Linked DNA regions of Mus musculus: region 1 is linked to region 2. Evidence: chromatin contacts called from public HiChIP or PLAC-seq data. All regions are on one chromosome and are shown on one strand. Each heading gives the region's core, a stretch centred on a gene start, on an enhancer-like site or on the middle of the called end of the contact. The rest is flanking DNA. Distances are from core to core; before and after follow the strand shown.

The links. HiChIP or PLAC-seq counts read pairs in DNA pulled down with a chosen protein or histone mark.
Region 1: an HNF4G HiChIP or PLAC-seq map of pancreatic cancer cells shows a contact between it and region 2. The contact joins two enhancer-like sites. A contact is called at or near these places in 2 of 39 promoter capture datasets (the C10 cell line and liver), 2 of 15 datasets of contacts at CTCF or cohesin (the G1E-ER4 cell line and the NIH/3T3 cell line), 7 of 484 Hi-C or Micro-C datasets (ECoMG-derived neutrophils, the G1E-ER4 cell line, the N1E-115 cell line and 2 more), 8 of 115 datasets of contacts at active chromatin or transcription factors (the HPC-7 cell line, the NIH/3T3 cell line, acute myeloid leukemia and 3 more) and 3 of 9 other capture datasets (adipose tissue, liver and pancreatic islet).

Annotation. Positions count from the first base shown.
Region 1 is chr5:135,720,340-135,725,181 of GRCm38.p6, reverse strand. The region is part of intron 2 of Por (P450 (cytochrome) oxidoreductase); the gene reads right to left. Among named protein-coding and RNA genes, the nearest start is that of Mir7034, 13 kb to the left of the region's middle. Within about 2 kb of position 2,836, at least 72 of the 459 cell types and tissues checked have an H3K27ac peak or open chromatin away from gene starts, as enhancers often do. A contact at or near this core is called in pancreatic cancer cells, where this site is marked.
Region 2 is chr5:135,649,979-135,654,429 of GRCm38.p6, reverse strand. No RefSeq gene overlaps it. Among named protein-coding and RNA genes, the nearest start is that of Rhbdd2, 20 kb to the right of the region's middle. Within about 2 kb of position 2,924, at least 18 of the 459 cell types and tissues checked have an H3K27ac peak or open chromatin away from gene starts, as enhancers often do. A contact at or near this core is called in pancreatic cancer cells, where this site is marked.

The sequences.
Region 1 (4,842 bases), core at 1,587-4,086, 71 kb before region 2:
CACTGGGAGCAGGCGTCTCTGAAGTCAGCTTCAGGCCACCAGAGTGGGCAAGAAGAGAGGAAGGGGGGGGGGAGCTCTGAGTCACAGGGAGAACCCAGATGCCTCAAGGGGGTGCATTTTTTTTCTCCAGTCCCAGGCAAGGAGAAGCAGCACTTCTGAAAGCCGAGGCAACTCAAATCTAATTTTCTGTGTGTTAGAACTGATTCCTCCTGGGATGGTCCCCTGCCTGGGAGGGACCCAGGAAGCTGCTTTTGAACTTGTAGAGCCTGGCTGTCTGGTGACTAACGTCTCCAGGCCACAGGGTTAACAGGCAGAAAGGGCCATGAGAACAGTGGCAGAAGGGGACAGCAGCTCCCCGCTGGGATAGATGGCCGGCTTCTGTCTGTGTGGAGCTATGATGAAAACCAGTAGGTAGCGCTCCACAGGGCTACGCTCCCAGGGGAGCCACTTCAAAGGGAGCTAGGAGCCAGCTAAGGGCGAGAGCTGACAGGGGCCTCAGGTCAAATCCTAGTTCCTGGAGAGACTTGATGGGGGATGGGAGGACTCTACCCTCTCAGAGGAGAAGTGGGGAGGGATTGTGGGAGAGGTGGCCAGGAAGGGGAGGGGGCAGCAATTAAATTTGAAAAAGATTTGGGCCAGGTGGTGGTGCCCATCTCCGATCCCAGCACTTTGGAGGCTAAGACGTGAGGACAGAGTTCAGTCTAGACTACAGAGCAACTTTGTCTCAAAAAACAAAACCAAAACAAACAAACAAACAACCCAAACAAACAAAAACAACAACAAAGAAAGCTGGGGATATAGTCAGTGGGCCGAGTAGTTTTCTACCACACGAAGCCCTGGGTTCCACCCCCAGCACCACATAACTTGCCATTGCGATGACTGGGACATTTATACTAGGAAGAATCAGAGTTCAATGTCATCCTCTACACAGGTACATAGCAGAGGCTAGCCTGAGCTAGTGAGACGACAAAAGGAAAGGGGAACAAAAAAAACCAGGGCCACCGTGCTGGCTAATTTTACTGATCTGACACAAGCTAATGTCATTCATCTGGGAGGCAGGAACCCCAATTAAGAAAATGCCTCCATAAGATCTGGCTGTAGGTAAACCTGTAGCGTGTTTTCTTAATTAGTGACTGACAGGGGAGGCCCCAGTCACTGTGGGTGGGGCCATTCCTGGGCTGGTGATCCTGGGTTCTATAAGAGCTAAGGCTGAGCAAACCGGTAAGCAGCACTCGCCATCCACCCAGAAGGCTGGCCTGGTGACCTTTTGGGCTATCAGTGTGACAGAGACCACACCAGATCCTCCCTAGAGTGTGAGCTCATCAAGCCACAGAACCTATTTTATCACATGTAGTCAAACCTACAGGCTCCATCTTTATGGAAGATGTCACATGTAAGTTACAAAGAGTTTTGAAGTAGTTACGTCTTAAGCTTTATTGTATAGTGAGATTGAGTTAATTATCACCAGGAGGGTTGTCACTGTATCATGCTGTGCTTAGATGTGCCTACAATAAACTATTTGGGGTCCAATTCCCTAAGGTCAAACCAATCCTGGCTACTTAGTTGTGAACTACTTTTCTTGCCTCTTGTAGATCATTACTCTGCTGGCTGTGGTGCTCCTTGACCCTTGTACTCCCCTGTGGCCTCGGCACCTGTAGCTCCTACCTACAGATTCCTCCTCTGTTTGAATTCCTGCCTTGGCTTCTTGGATCTGTGAGCTACATAAGCCCTTTCCCTCCAAGCTCCTGTTGGCCACGGTGCTTCATCACAGCAGTAGAAACCCTAGCCAAGACAGCAAAGAAGTCGACATAGTGGGCTAAAGTGCTTCTATTGCAGTTATCCTGAGCAGGCCACATCTGGAGTGAGCAGGCCACATCTGGAGTGTCAACAGGAAGGCCAGAACCCACTTATTCAGAGAGCAGAAAAATGCAGGTGACCTCAACTGGTGACAGTAGAGGTCCCAGACCAGAGCTTGCAGAGGGGCCTCTTCTAGACACTTCTGGGTCAGACACTGTGTCCCCTGCCCACTCTTCACATCGACAGCTGTCTCTTACATGCCCCTCCCTCCCTCCCTCCCTCCCTCCCCCCACCCCCTCTCTTTCTCTATGTTTTTTTTCAAGACCAAGTTTCTCTTCCTAATAGCTCTAGCTATCCTGAACTCTCTCTGTAGACCAGGCTGGCCTTGAACTTCCATATATCTGCCTGCCTCTGCCTCTGCCTCTCTGCCTCTGTCTCCCTAATGTTAGGATTAAATGCAGGGGCCACCACACCTAGAGCTTTCTCTTTCTCTTTCTCTCTCTCTATCTCTCTCTCTCTCTGAAAAACAGTTTTTAGATTTATTTATTTATTTAGGTATTTATATATATGAGTGTCTTGTTTGCATATGTCTGTGTACCATGTGTGTAACCAGGTACCCTCTGTGAGCCACCATGTGAGTGCTGGGAATGGAACCCAGGCCCTCTGTAAGAGCAGCCAGTGCTCTTAACTGTTGAGCACTCCTTCCAGCCATGCCTTTTTCTTTAAGAAACACATCTGTGTTTCTAGCTTAGTGACCACAGGTGCAAGGCCATCTATATAAAAAGGGTGTCCCTGACTGGAAGAACCAAGACCCCCAGATGCTCCTCCATCTGCTGACGCGCCAAGATAAAGACAGACGGACGTAAGAGCCGCCTGCAGCCTTGACTCCAGGCAGTGCTGCGATTTTAAAGGAGAGCGGATCCCAAAATAAAGGTCACTTGAGGAAATGAGAGTCTTTGCGGCTTTTCTAAACAAGCCCCAGAGGGGCACAATCGGCCAAATCCAGATCATAGGAAACTATGAAACAACGGGCTGGAGTTTCTTTCACACGTGTTTCATGGGTGAGTCAGAAGTGGACAGAAGCCAAGAACTGACATGGAGCCAAGGCTGGGTTTGGGCAAAGATGCCGTTCTCAGATGGGTGGCATGTAAGAGGCAGCTGCAAGGCTGGTGCTGGGGCGCTTCGGGGTGATGGGACATTGCTGACTATGAGACTGACTACCTAATTTTGTGGATGTCAAGACTCATGGGGCTGTCGGGACAACTCAGTGGGTAAAGGCTCTTGCTGCCAAGCCTGGTAACCTGAGTTCAATCCCTGGGATCCATGTGTATAGTTAAAATTAGAACTGGGGGTGCACAACCCAGGGTTCATCCTTAGCACTGAACGAAAAAACGAGAAGAGGGATTTTATTAAATGCAAATTATATCTGAATTTACCCAGTTCTCCTCCACAAAGAGGCATATGTGTATTGATCAATTGCAATAAATGGGTTTCAGATACTGAATTTTTTAAATCTAACTTTTTTTCTGCTTTTATTTATTTATTTATTTATTTATTTATTTTGTATTTTCGAGTCAGGGTTTCTCTGTATAGCCCTGGCTGTCCTGGAACTCACTTTGTAGACCAGGCTGGCCTCGAACTCAAAATCCGCCTGCCTCTGCCTCCTGGGATTAAAGGAGTGCGCCACCACGCCCAGCTCTGATCGACTGATCGGAGCTTCGTCTTTAGATTTTTTTTTTTTAAGTTAGATTTTAGCCGGGTATGATGGTGCACGCCTTTAATCCCAGCACTTGGAAGGCAGAGGTAGGTGGATTTTGAGTTCGAGGCCAGCCTGGTCTACAAAGTGAGCTCCAGCACAGCCAGGGCTATACAGAGAAATCCTGTCTCAAAAAAAAAAAAAAAAGAAAGAAAGAAAAGAAAAGAACAAATGCCACCTGGGAAGGGCAGTTGTGAGGGTAGAAGTAATTGTGTGATATGTAAAAGTGGAGCGAGTGAGTAAGCAAGCAGAGTGACCTCTCCCAAAGCTAGTGAGACAACTCTGTGGGCGACGACGGCGCTTGCCCCTGAACCCCATGAGTAAATCAAGTTCAATCTCTGAACCCCATGGGTGACACAAGTTCAATCCCTGGAACCCATGGGTGACTCAAGTTCCATCCCTGGAACCCACGCAGTGAAAGGAAAGAGCTGATTCCTGGGAGCTGTCCTCTGAGCTCTTGGCGATCAGGGTCAGAGAGCTGCATGGCCAGGCCTGGCTTTCTGTCACAGGTGCTGGGGACTCTATCTGGGGTTCCATGGCCGCACATCAGACACTTGAGCCCGCCACCCTCAAACTCTTACTCTGGCTCAGTTGGCCATGCTTGGCTTGTTTTCTTTTCATTGGAATTTATACCCCTACCCCCCCCCACACACACACACACACAAAGATTATCTTTTCTCCAGCCATAAGCTATCCCTACTGTTTCTGATGGTGTCAGAGTCTCTGAAATCTGGGTTTTCCGCAATCCACAGCAATAACAAGCTATAGCCAATGTTCCGGCGAATCTCCAGACTCTCAGACCCTCCTCACCTGCTCCAGCCTGCACGCATCCTATCCTAGCTCCCCCAGGTATCCAAAGACAACCCCAGAAGCCCTCTCCTGGGACAGTGTCTCCTCTCAGGGGACATCCTGGAATGGCTCCTCCAGCCTCCTCCCTGCCCTTGCCCTCCCTCTGCCTTCCCAATTGCCTGGCTGTCGCCATTGTGAAATCAGAGTTGGTCATTTTGCTGCTCCCATAGCCCTCTGGTGTCAGGTCCCAACTTGTCCCTTCTAACTGCACGTCCCACACTCCCCTGCCACTCCCCAAATAAGCCTGTCACCCCAGCACCTCCTCCACCTGTGACTATGGACAGCATCATTCATTGCTGCCCAAATCCTGTTCTGCATCTGAAGCTACCAGTCATGTTGCAAACCTTTCTAGAACCTTCCTCATCCCCAGTCTGAATGGATCCCCACCCTAGGTTCCCTAACTCTGTACCTCTGACCACAGTACAGTGCATCCCAGAGGA
Region 2 (4,451 bases), core at 1,675-4,174:
CCAGGCCAGAAGAAGGCATCCAATCCCGCTGGGCTGGAGTTACAGGCAGCTGTGTATCACCCAACGTGGGAGCTGGGAACTGAACTCTGATCCACTGAATCACTGGGCAGATTCTCCAGCCCTGGTCTGTAACATTGATTATGTCTTGAAGGCACCTTACCTTGTAGAATCTTTATCAATCCTCCCCCTACATCTTCGTCCTACTCTTCCTTCTTCCTCACCCCCATCTGCTTCTTTCTTTTTCTGAAATTTTTAGTTTACCTAGACCCAGGGTGGAAAGGGCAAAGGTGAAAGAGTCAAGGGTCAATGCAGGGATTACAAAGTGTGTGTGTGTGTGTGTGTGTGTGTGTGTGTGTGTGTGTTTTCTCCTACTGAGAGTCCTAGCCAGCCTGGACCACCTACAGAAACCTTGCACTAAAAATGTACTGATCCTGCCTTGATGGACCAAGTTCCTTCCATCCCTGAGCCTCATTGGGGCCATCTCTACAGACAAGTGCCTCTCTACCTTTCAGGTCCAGGACACTAGCCCAGGGATCCCTGCAGAGCCTCCCTCTATGAGTAAAATGAAACCAGATTTTCGGACCTTGTCTAAACTTGTATCCTCAAGGGCTGGTGAGATGGCTTAGTGGGTAAAGGAGCTTGCTGCCAAGCCTGGCAAGAAGGAGTTTGATTCCTAGGAACCACATGGAGGAAGGAGAGAATCAACTCTCAGGAGTTGCCCTTGGACCTCCACATTGCAACCTGTGGCATGCACCCCCATAAATAAAAGGAGTTGAAAAATATAAAACAAATAAACGAACAAAGGCCTCCCCTTTCCTCTTGCCAGGAGTGGACATCGAGTGTACGTTCTCAGGAGTGCTAGCCAGTCAGACTCCCACTGAGCTGCAGCCCAGCCTTAGATGCCCTTTTCTGGGGCTGGTGGGTGGGGAGGGGATGGGTAATGCCTGGGTCTGGAAAGGTTGAGCTGTTATTCAAGCCCAGAGCCCAGAGCTTCCCAGGGTGAGGTGCCACTTGAGCTCCAGGCCACATTCTCCCATGGGGACATTGCAACCTGACTCTCAAGTCCCTGGTTCTCAGGAAACCTGAGCCTATCCCAGGTGCAGACCTCTTGGGGAGGGCAGGGCCAAGAACCTGGGCTTTTATTATGACTCCAACTGCTGGGAAACAGGTTTGTCCCCAACAACCAGGACCCAATCTGATGGACCATACTGGGTAGATATCCAGGCAGGACCAGGGTTAAAGCCATGCTGGTTTCCCCTGTGAGAGGGAGGAGGGCTGACAACAGACTCTCCTCCCTTGGGACCCCACCAGAGGCTCCTGTGGCCTTTACAGAGCATGTGTGACCCTGACTAAACCTGTCCTGGGAGGCACCCTACTGCAGAGATGAATTACAGTGTGTGTGTGTGTGTGTGTGTGTGTGTGTGTGTGTGTACACGTACACTCACACCTGTCATCCCAGATACTTGGAAGGCTGAGTCAAGAGAATCACAAATTTCTCTAAAAAAAAAAAAAAAAAAAACAACCAAACAAAAAAAGATGGGGCTGGAGAAATGGCTCAGCAGTTAAGAGCACTGACTGCTCTTCCAGAGGACATGAGTTCAGTTCCCAGCAACCACATGGTGGCTCACACCCATTTCTAATTGGATCCAATGCCCTCTTCTGGTGCAGTGTACTCACATACATTAAATAAATAAATCTTAAAATTATTTATGTATATGAGTGTTCTATCTGCATGTACATCTGTGTGCCAGAAGATGGTCTTAACTGCCTGGCCATGTCTCTGGCCCCAAGAGTCACAAGTTTAAGTTCAGCTTACATAGTACAGTGAGATGAAGGACATCCTAGCACAATTCAGTGAGACCCTGTTGAAAATTAAAAGTGAGGCCAGGCTGAGGTGGGCACCGTACTCAGGAGGCAGAGGCAGGGGATCTTGAGGAGTTTAAGCCCCCTCCCCCACAGAGAGAGTGAGAGAGAGAGAGAGACAGAGAGAGAGAGAGAGAGAGAGAGAGAGAGAGAGAGAGAGAGAGAGAGAGAGAGAGAGAGAGAACAGAGAACAAGAAACAAACAAATCAGCAAACGTGTGAGGCCTGGGTTCTAACCCAAAGAGGACAGGAGTATTTGTCATGCATATTGTATGGTTGACTGTCCCACCCGTTCCCTCAGTGAACACACTTGGCATGGCACAGTTTATACCCACACTCTTTTCTTTGCATTCCTGGGATTTCTGGAAAGGTTGACTGGGGTCACGTACTAAGTCCTTGTTCCCTCTCCTCAAGTCTCCCCCGGAAAGGTCCAAAGCCTTCCCTTCTCCCTCCTTCCATCTCGGCTACCGGGTCAGGAGGGGAGGAGCACACATGGGCAGGTTTCATGCCCGCTGTGGGAGACTGTCTGCCTTCCCCTCCAGGGAGGACAGGGCATAGGCTTGGATGTCCCTGCCACCTGAGTCAAGAGATGCTGTCTTTCTTGGCAAGAATGTTGGGAAGCTGGGAGTGAGCTTGAGGGGTTGCGGGTATACAGCCCCTGAAGTCCAGCCTTCCAGGCCTCTCCTAGAAGACCACCTTGTACATGCACCTGGTCCTTTGGGGAGGGAGCTGATGGGTCACCCCTGGGGGTGGGGTGGGCACAAAGAAGAACAAACATGAGGCCCATGAGCCTTGCTAGCCACAGGAATGCCTCTGGTCATTCACCAGGCCAGAGGAGTGGCCTGTCACGTGGCAGGCTTACCTCAGAAGACCTGGCTCACTCCCTTTGCAGACATTTCTGTGTGTGAAGACCTAGGTCTACCTGCAGTGTGTGACCCAAAGGTTTAGACGGCCATGGTGGGGGGAGGCTGGGATCAGACTCCCTGGCTCCCATAGGGGGCTCACCAGGACAAGTGAAGAAATCTCTCAAGGCTCTCTGACACCTAAAGGATCCAGCCTAAAGCCTTGGGTTGGCCTTCAAGGGCTCCCACCCTGGGCTCTACCTGTCCACCACTCTGTGCTGGCCCTGTGTAGTCTTCCTGGAGCCATCTCAGGTCAAGCCTGGCTGAGGATATCCACTCTAGCACGCGTCCTCCATTCTGCCTTCTCCTCGTTCCATTTAGGAAAGGCCTAGAGGGAGCCCAAGCCAGGGCCCAGGGCGTACCACCCTTGGTAGTCTAGCTGGCAGCTCCCTCTGCTGTGCTCCACATGGTTTGGGAAGAGATTTCTTCCAGCGTTAGGCCTCCTGGTGCTTTTGCCAGGCTGTTCTGGAACTAGACCCCTTGGTCAGCTGGGGTTTCACAGGCTGCAATGGTGTGTGTGTGTGTGTGTATCTACCAGATGAGAGAACCAAAGAGAGCATGAATGAGAGCAAAGGTGAGTGAAACATTGGGTGTCTGAGTATCTCAAAGGTGGGGGGATGAACTGATGAGATGCTGGAGGGGTGAATGAGTGTGTCAAGTGTATGGGAAAGAATGAATGAGAGGGTGGGGGAGGGGGAAGGTTGAGTGTGAAAGACCAAGTGCCATCTGTACCAGTCTCCCGCTTCCAAGAACTGTGGTCCTTGACTTAATGTCCCTCATGGGCAGTGTGGAGAGCCCCTGGGGCTGAAGAAACCTAGCCCTAAGCAAGTGCATGATTTCCCAAGTTCAGGCTGTCCCAATAAGTTGCCAGGACAACAAGCACTTATTGTGCACCTGCTGGGTACCTTCCTGCCAGTCTCCTGGCCACTTCATGAATTTGACCCTACCCTGCCTGACCCCACCTGGCTTGTAACCCTGGTCATTCTGTCCCCTGCAGGCCTCTTCTCCATGTCCTGCCTCTTTCATGGCTGGTCCTTGGATTCCTCCAGATCTCAGCAGATAGGGTCACCTCTTTAGGGAGGCCTTCTTTGACTAGACTGACTTACACTTACTGCCCTGTATCCCTTATAGTCTTTTCAATAATCTGCACTGAGTTTCTCTTGTATTTTTATTTTATGTATGTACATGTTCTTATTTAGATGAGAGGTATTTACCAATACATCTGGCATTTTTGTGTGTTTGTTTGTTTTATTAGACAGGGTTTCCCTGTGTAGCCCTGGCTGTCCTGGAACTCACTCTGTAGACCAGGCTGGCCTTGAACTCAGAGATCTACCTGCCTCTGCCTCCCAAGTATTAGGATTAAAGGCATGCGCCTCCTCAGCCTGCTTGGCTTATTTTCTTAAAACTTTTCATTTTTAAATTACATAGGATGGGACCCAGGGCTTCATGCATGCTAGGCCACACTCTACACTGAGCCACATCTCCAGCCTTCCCTATGCATTTTGTAAGGTCAAAATTGGTCACATGTGTGCCAGGGTTTGTTGCTTTAATCCCAGCACTTGGGAGGCAGAGGCAGGCGGATTTCTGAGTTCGAGGCCAGCCTGGTCTACAGAGTGAGTTCCAGGACAGCCAGGGCTACACAGAGAAACCCTGTCTCAAAGACTCAACCCCTCACCCCCCAAAAGGT